3 separate regions of the Sus scrofa genome follow, and regions 1 and 2 are each linked to region 3. Evidence: chromatin contacts called from public Hi-C data. All regions are on one chromosome and are shown on one strand. The core of a region is the stretch at or near the end of the contact, and the rest is flanking DNA. Distances in the headings are between cores, read along the strand shown.

Region 1 (2,700 bases), core at 23-2,522, 99 kb before region 3:
ACATCAATGAAAGCTTATGGCCTGTTTTATTCTCTGTATACTTTGGCAGAAGTCAGTTATTTTGAGACTATGTTTTACCTCTGTTATCAAAGTAATTCTTTTATTTAAAATATTTTTAAATTAGTTACATCATTATATACATGACTAGCATAAGGGTCATAGTCTATAATCATTATTAATGAATAATCTATTAATCATTATTGATTAATAGTTAATTAACTATTAACAATAGTTAATAAACTTTATTATTAACTATAGTTGAAAAGCATTTTGGATAATATTAGTTAAATGCTATGAATTTGGCAGTGGTATTTACCTTCAATCAGAAATAATGAGACTAGGGTTCTAGGTATTAAGAGATTGTTTCAAGACTTTTCCATCAATGACGTAGGCCCGGAATCAAGGTGTGAAGCCACAGGCAAGGCTGGCAATAAGCCAATATGCTTCAGAGTACCGCCCCAGTTTAAGCTATACCAATGGCCATAAGAGCAACTCTTGCCAACTCATTTCCAGCGATCTTCTCACTCGAACATCTACATTCAGCATATTCTATACATACTAAATATGTCCTTAAGTTAAAGATGGCCCAAGCTGGAGTTCCCATCGTGGCTCAGTGATTAACAAACCCGACTAGTAGCCTTGAGACGTGGGTTGGATCCTTGGCCTTGCTCAGTAGGTTAAGGATCTGGGGTTGCTGTGAGCTGTAGCGTAGGTCGCAGACAAAGCTCAGATCTGATGTTGCTGCGCCTGTGGCATACGCCAGCAGCTACAGCTCAAATTTGACCCTTAGCCTGGGAACCTCTATATGCCATGGGTGCGGCCCAAAAAAGACAAAAGACAAAAAAAAAAAAAAAACAGCCCAGGCTGGATGGACTCTTGAAATTAGTTCATATTTTACTAATGAAAGTAAGATGGTTGGGATTAAGGGGAACACTAAATTTGCTTTAAAAAATACTTTTTTTTTTCTTCCAGCTAATATCTCCATTGCTTAACTCAAATGACTTTTAAAAGTCTTGAATTCTTTTCCCTTAGAATGCAGGCAGGAGAAGCCTGTGCAAAGCCAGCCTACTCCATACGTCAAGCAGTGTTTGTATGTATTTCAGCGTATCCAAGCAAGGCCTTTTTAACTTTCCATCATACGGACAGAGCTGTACTTTCCTGAATGGCAGCCAGGAAAAAACTTGGAGATTTGGCAGGAAGACTGTGGGAAGCCTGGTGCAACACCAGGCTGAGTGAGATCTGGAGCAGAGGCTTTCTATTCTACAAAGGCAGAGGAGTGAAACACCTCCTTTTGTTTAGCTCTGCATATGAGCACAAATGGAGCCCCCAGATTGCAATCATGCCCTATTGTGTAAACTTGGGGTTTCCATGCCATACAGCATTTTTGGCACCAAGTACCTTATTATGTTTCAGCTGGAAAACCAATTAGCATTCTTTCTATATCTGGTGTTAATACTTGGGACTTAGAATGATTTTTTGGCCACCAGCCCAAATGGCTGTAGTCTCTTGGGCAATGCCTGACAAATTAAGATAAAACTGTTACTTCATGTTTTCCTACAAAAAGAAAACAAAAACTGTTTCCTGCTCTTATTAATTGGATGAAGTCAATTTCCACATTTAACAAATAAAAAGGTAGGCATAATCAGGGTGTCAACCCAGGGTTCTTATCACTCCCCAAGCTGGTTCCTCTGTAGGAATGTGAGAGTGCAAGAACTGTCAGGCTCTGACTAAACTTTCCTTCTCTTGGAAAAAAATCCCCATGGTCAACAGAGGCCTCTGTCCATTGCATTGGTTGTGACCACTATGAGGTTACTCTTTGGCCTCTGCGGCATTTTTTTTTTTTTTTTCCCCACAAGCTTGAGTGATAGGATTTACCTGGAGAGAACTATTAGGAGATTCCACCCCTGACAAGTGGATTAGTCATAACACTTGACAAGAGGGCACTGCCCAGTTTGAAAGAAATAAACAGAGCCAAAAATTTCCCTATCTTGAAAGCAGAGCAAAGAAAAGTTCACACTCTAGGAATGTAGTTTATGATTAGAGAAAGCCATATCTGGGCTGCTGTCTCAGAATATCTGAGCATGTGGGAGAAGAGGAAGAAAAGAGATTGAAATTTTTGTGAGAAGTGCCCATCCTCTAAAGTAGTCCCTTATGATAAACAACCCTTGCCATGGCGACAAAACCTAATGCCACAAGTCAAAGGAATGTGGCCCTCCAAATGAGTAGATCACATTTGGGAAAATCTCCGGGATGATGCAAAATATTTAGAAGGGAAGTGGTAAAACAAACAGAAGAGAAACAGCAATCTGATTGTAGTTTGAAGACAAAAATACATTGGGCACAAAATTAGTTTGGGCATAGTTACAAGAGTGTTTTTGTGTTATTGGTACTAAATGTACATCTCTTTGCTAGAAATGGCCTGAGGGGTCTGCTGCTTCCCCTAAAGACTTTCTTTGTAAGTAGTGGGTGGTGGCATCCTAAAAAAAAAAAAAAAAAAATCCATTTGAAAGACTTCTTTAAAGAAGTTGCACAGAACATTTTCTTTGTAATACATCCTATCCAGGAGCTATATTATTTAACAAGGGGGATGTATTCTGAGTCATATGGAAATCATCTTATTGCTAAATTTGCTATCAACAGCATAAAATGATCTTTATAGTAATCTAAGGGAGTAACTAGAAAATATCCAACCTTAAGCAT
Region 2 (2,700 bases), core at 196-2,695, 74 kb before region 3:
CTTATCACTGCTTGGTGATCACTGTTCCAGCTGGGACAATGAGGGTTCATCCAAAAGCACTGCTTCCTCTCTCCTATTGACAGGAAACCCTGCCTGTGACTAGCTGCACAAGCCTTGCTCAGAGCTGGCAGGGCAGCAGTTGGAGACTCAGGAAGAAAAACAATTTCTAAACCTGGTGTTTGTGCAATAAAGTATCAGGTGTTGGTAAGTGGGAAGACTAATTGGAGATTTTTTTTAATAGTTATACGACCATAGTCTTCCCCATGCTGTGTAGAGAATTATGACATTCACAAGAGAACTTATAAAAAGTATAAAGTAATTTTCAATCTAAGACAGATAGGAACTTAAAAACTTCACATGTAAAGGGATGTGGTGTGGCTTCATAATAGAATGATAAATGTATTAAAATGGGGTATCTCCTCTAAAGGAACTTCTTGAAATGGATTTCATGTGCTTGAATTCTTATGTTTAGAAAAGTGTGATGGATCCCATTTTGAAAATTATTCTTAAAAATGTGTACCAAACTCCCTTAAAAACATTACCAGGATAAAACTTAAAATGAAGAACACCAGCAAATGAAAAACTGAATATCTTGCTTTCATGTATTATTTTTCATCTACATTGCTTGAAAGAAATGCATTTTATTATGAAGCTTTTGTTTAGACACCTGATTGGAGGCATAGAGGAAGAAAATGAGCCACATCTTTGATGTGCTAAACTGAGAAGTTGATGCGAGAATATGAATGAAAATGTATATTAGGTAATTAGAGATTTGGACCTAGAGTTTGAGAGAAACATTAGAGCTAGTGAAACAGGAAAAAAACAAAAATGCCAAAGGAGAAAAAAGATCTCAAAAAAAAAAATTAGAAAAGTCTCAAAAAATGCATATATTTGACAATGAAGAGAGAAGAAAACAAATAAATTTACTAAATATATGTGTAGATTAAAAAAAAAAAAAAACACAAAAGAACATAATAAACCTAGAGGTGACCAGGATTCAGATGATGCAGGTTATCAAAATTGGCAAATAGGTTTTGATAAAGAGGTAACAATTTCAGTAGACTTATGAGAACAGAAACTAGACTGCTGGAAGAACCAGACTGCAAATGAGTAAATGGTCAGATAGTGTAGGAAACATGAACAGATAATTAACTCTTTCAAAAAATTAAGGGTGAAAAGGAAGACAGAACCTTCAACAGCTCAGAAAGCTGGAAAGCAGCTTCTTGCTCTTGAGGAAAAAAAAAAAAAGCTCAAGTGGTGAAATTTGATCAGAGATGAGGAAGGATAGGAATCCTTTATCCTCAAGGGAAAAAAAGAAAAAGCCTATTTCAAAAATTTAAAATTCCAAAGAACTGAAAATTAAGGTTTGGGCTGTTCCTGCACATATTCATGCAGGCCACACCCATCAGGATTTAGGAATCCCCTGCCCTTCAGAAACAGCCGTGGGCTTAAGCCCACGACACAGGCCTTGGCTGTTTGTTTGCATTTCCTTTGGTGAGAGAGTCTGAACATCCTGTGGTGAACCAAAGACATCCCTGCCCTCTCCCGCCCTCTCTTCCCTCCAGCACCCCACACCATTCCACCTCTCCCTTTTCTTCCCTCAAGCTGAATTTGTCTTGGAAATTCGAACCTAGCAAATTAAGATTATTAAAACAAGGTAGGCAAATATCTCTGACAATCAAGAAGGGATTCATTCTACTGGAAACAACAGCCAAATTTTAAAAGAAAGAAAAAGAAGGAAAGTTACAGAGGGAATAGAGATAAAACTTGATTACCAGGAGCTCGCCTGGTGGTCTACTTTCCTGGGTCAAAAAGTTGGCCCAAACTCTCAGAGCTGGCTGAAGTATAAAAAGCAGCAGAGGCAATTGGCTGAATCCCTGAAGGAGAGAAGGCTTCCCACTTCAGGCCAAATCCCTGTGAGGGTAATGCTCCTGACTCAAATTTGGAACCCAGACATGGTGTGAAGTGGGGTCACATTATTTCGCAGAGAAATAATGCCCTTTCTTAGAAATAACACACACACATTAGGATCTTTGTGCCTATGTACATTCTCATCTCTCAGCTTCAGTACTTTTCCCTGCCACTCCTTTCTGCTGAAATCTTCCTCAACTTTAAAAATCAAACATTACCTCTTCATCATATTTGGCAAACTTCATAAACTGGAATTCTTTTTTTAGAAACAGGAATTTAAATCTGTTTGGTGAGCACACAATGTCAGGAACTGTGCACTGATGCTGGGTATAGTCTTCCTCTTGTTTCCCTCCTCTCCTCAGTCATTCTCCTGACTTTTTATTTTATTCTATGTCTCTTCTACCACATTTCAAGATCCACAAGCACTGTGGCTTTATTTCAGTCATAAACACATGAACAGAACTTTGAATCGTGTCTAATACAGAGTTATGTACAAAGCATATTTATTTGTTAAATTAATCAATAAACAAACTAAACAATCCTATCATTTAATCCTCACAGTAATTTGCAAAGTAGAAATTAACTTGCATTTTTTAAGATAAAAATTAATATGAAGATAGGGTGTGGAGAAAAGGAACCCTCCTACACTGTTGGTTATTGGTGCAACCACTATGGAGAACAGTATGAAGATTCCTTAAAAAACTAAATATAGGACTAACATATGATCCAGCAATCTCACTCCTGGGCATCTATCCAGAGAAAACCATAATTCAAAAAGATACATGCACC
Region 3 (2,700 bases), core at 180-2,679:
TGAAATATCTTGAAATCTGCAATTTTAAGTCTGAAGAAAATAAATTTGTATAAAATATTATTTAGCTGTAAACACTCTCTTCCTTTCCATTTCCTGGTAATTGATATTATGGATTTCCTGAAGGATTAGTGTCTTCTATTCTCTTTGATAAACACTTGTGGCCAACAACTAGAAAAATCCAAGCTCTCAAAGTCAAGCCTGCTTTGTAAATGGGGGAGGTGGAGAAATATAGAAAAAGCAGTAAGCAGAATGTCTAAGCTATTGCTTTGGATTTAACTGAAGACAAATAAAATTGAGAAAGAAAACTAAGAAATAAGGAAATGGGCAAGCAGAACCAGCTCTGGGAGAAATGGGACACAGTAAGCATGAGAGATAACCATATAAAGCCCTACAGTGTTACAACACTGAGATCCATAAGCAGCAGTAACAGTAGGTAAACTTTTAAGTTTTAGAATATTGATTTTTGGCTCCAAAATATTTTGCCAATTCAAGTCCTGCTTTTTTTTTTTTTTTTTGCATTTTTGTTGTTTCCAAAATAGTCTTTTTCTTTCAGAAATAATCCTTCAAATCCAGTTCACACAAGAGGGTTTGATATGTGCAGTGAGTTTCAAATGCATTGTATTCAGCAATACCTACTGGATGCCTACTACATCATAGGCTCTGAGCAAGCTGCACCCTCTCAGGTCTAAGACCCATTATTTTGCTTTTAGCAAATTTTCACTAAGTCCTTTTCCTCCCCCATGTATAAGTCCACCAGACCTTAAACCATTTATGAACACGCAAGCTCCTCCCTGCTGAAAGTTTTTGTGTGAACAGTCCACAAGTTGGCTCATCTACTGCAGTGGGTTTTATGATAGGGGGTTGTCTACATAGTTCCTACAAGAAAGCTGAAGATCTGACTGCATCTTAGAGATACCTGAAATCTTTCAACAGGATCTGATTTAAAGGAAAAAGTAAGTTATAATTTAGAAAGAGAAAAAAAAAAAATAAGACCTCCCCTCATGATCTGAAGGTGCAAACCCTAGGGGCAGGATATTCACATACCCAATTCCATATCCACATGGTGCCTCCAGTGGACTCATACTCTTTGGGCACTGGGATAGCTGAATAGCTGATGTGCTTGCAGGGTCGCCTGGCTATCAGGTGTGTTATATGGTTCCTTATCTCACAGCAGTAACAGTGCAGCAGTAACAGTGTTATTTGGAAGTATACTGTGTGTAGAGACCACGTAAGAGTTTTACTTGGATAAACATTTAATTTTCACGCAACAGCTATATGAAGCAGGCACCACTGCTCCCATTTTTATAAGGGGTTACCTGTTCCGAGAGGTTCAGTACCTTGTTCTAGAGCACAAAAGGAAAAAGTAGAGCCTGCAAGTGAAGACAGATCGTCGTGCTGTATATGCCATGCTCTTAATCACCGTGCTGCTTTTCTACAGTATGTCCATCATCCCTGCATCAAACTGCCCGCTCTTAGGCATCCAGTTCTAGGTGTCGTGTAGCGTGACTCAGGAAGCCTATCGGCCTCTCTGTACGCAGAACGTGTGTCCTCTTCCCTTAGACACACTTCACCCACCTGTGCAGGGCCGGGAATCTGGTTGGGACATCCTCCCTCATCCCTCTCCGGGCCCGAGGCGGGACTGGGACAGGGCCGGGGAGGGCCCGGGGAGGGCGCGCGAGGCTGGAGCCACCTAGCCGGCTGTGTTCGGCCCCCGCCCCTTGGCCCGGCCGCGGGGCGGGACTCGTGTCGCGCCAGCCTCAGGAGCAGGGGCCGGCAGCGGGAAGCGGCCGCCGCCCCGGCCGCGCCGGGCTAGGCGAGGCGGGGCGGGGCCGGGCGCGTCGGGAAGGGGAAGCCGCGCGGGCCGGGAGCCTCTCCGCACCAGCCGCCGCGCACCCAGCGCCGCGATGGGGCTGGAGACTGAGAAGGCGGATGTCCAGCTCTTCATGGACGACGACTCCTACAGCCGCCACAGCGGCGTCGATTACGCCGACCCCAAGAAGTTCGTGGACCCGGGCACCGACCGAGATCCCCACCGGCTGAACTCGAATCTCAAGGTGAAGCCCGGGGTGGGCCCTACCGTGGTCCTGAGATTGGCTCAAGTCCCGACATGGCCTGGAAGTGGGGGTCCCCTTCTACCCTGCCCCAACCCCAACTCCCACTGAGTCAGCCCTCCAGGGTCCAGGACCCGGATCCACCAGCTCCAGGGCCGCCTGCGTAGCCAGGAATTTTTAGCCAAATTCCTGTGCGCCCACTATTACCCTAGAAGAGGTGGGGCACCCCAGCCAAGTCGTTCTTTCTTTCTTCTCACACTCTGAGCTCTCCTGGTTCCTGGGGCAGCAGGATGGGTAACAGTTCAGGATCCCTGAGTCTTGTCTCCATAGGTGGGATTCGAGGATGTGATAGCAGAACCGGTGTCTACACACTCCTTTGACAAAGTGTGGATATGCAGCCATGCCCTCTTTGAAATCAGCAAATACGTGATCTACAAGTTCCTAACGGTGTTCCTGGCTATCCCCTTGGCCTTCGCTGCGGGAATTCTCTTTGCCACACTCAGCTGTCTGCACATCTGGTGAGAAGAGTCACACTGGGGTGGAAGGGGTTTCTGAAATGTAGGAATCTTCTTTGCCACCTGCCCCAGGCCTGCTTGCAGGCAAAAGGCATCATCTCCTAATGTAGTCGCAGGAATTGGAAGGCCTTGAA

The links. Hi-C and Micro-C count contacts between places; a contact is called where the count stands out from the background.
Region 1: a contact with region 3 is called in a Hi-C map of retroperitoneal adipose tissue, with 1.9 times the contacts expected there. The contact joins the enhancer-like site here to the promoter of CAV2 in region 3. A contact is called at or near these places in 6 of 47 Hi-C or Micro-C datasets (omental adipose tissue, psoas muscle, retroperitoneal adipose tissue and 2 more) and 1 of 2 datasets of contacts at active chromatin or transcription factors (skeletal muscle).
Region 2: a Hi-C map of subcutaneous adipose tissue shows a contact between it and region 3, with 1.5 times the contacts expected there. The contact joins the enhancer-like site here to the promoter of CAV2 in region 3. A contact is called at or near these places in 4 of 47 Hi-C or Micro-C datasets (embryonic fibroblasts, liver, skeletal muscle and 1 more) and 1 of 2 datasets of contacts at active chromatin or transcription factors (skeletal muscle).

The regions. Positions count from the first base shown.
Region 1 is chr18:29,804,368-29,807,067 of Sscrofa11.1, reverse strand. No RefSeq gene overlaps it. Among named protein-coding and RNA genes, the nearest start is that of CAV2, 98 kb to the right of the region's middle. Within about 2 kb of position 1,272, at least 29 of the 83 cell types and tissues checked have an H3K27ac peak or open chromatin away from gene starts, as enhancers often do. A contact at or near this core is called in omental adipose tissue, retroperitoneal adipose tissue, skeletal muscle and 1 more, where this site is marked.
Region 2 is chr18:29,780,151-29,782,850 of Sscrofa11.1, reverse strand. No RefSeq gene overlaps it. Among named protein-coding and RNA genes, the nearest start is that of CAV2, 74 kb to the right of the region's middle. Within about 2 kb of position 1,445, at least 4 of the 83 cell types and tissues checked have an H3K27ac peak or open chromatin away from gene starts, as enhancers often do. A contact at or near this core is called in subcutaneous adipose tissue, where this site is marked.
Region 3 is chr18:29,706,006-29,708,705 of Sscrofa11.1, reverse strand. It overlaps CAV2 (caveolin 2), which reads left to right and starts at 1,429. Exons shown (of 3, transcript NM_001123091.1): 1 at 1,429-2,054; 2 at 2,382-2,569. The coding sequence starts at 1,905.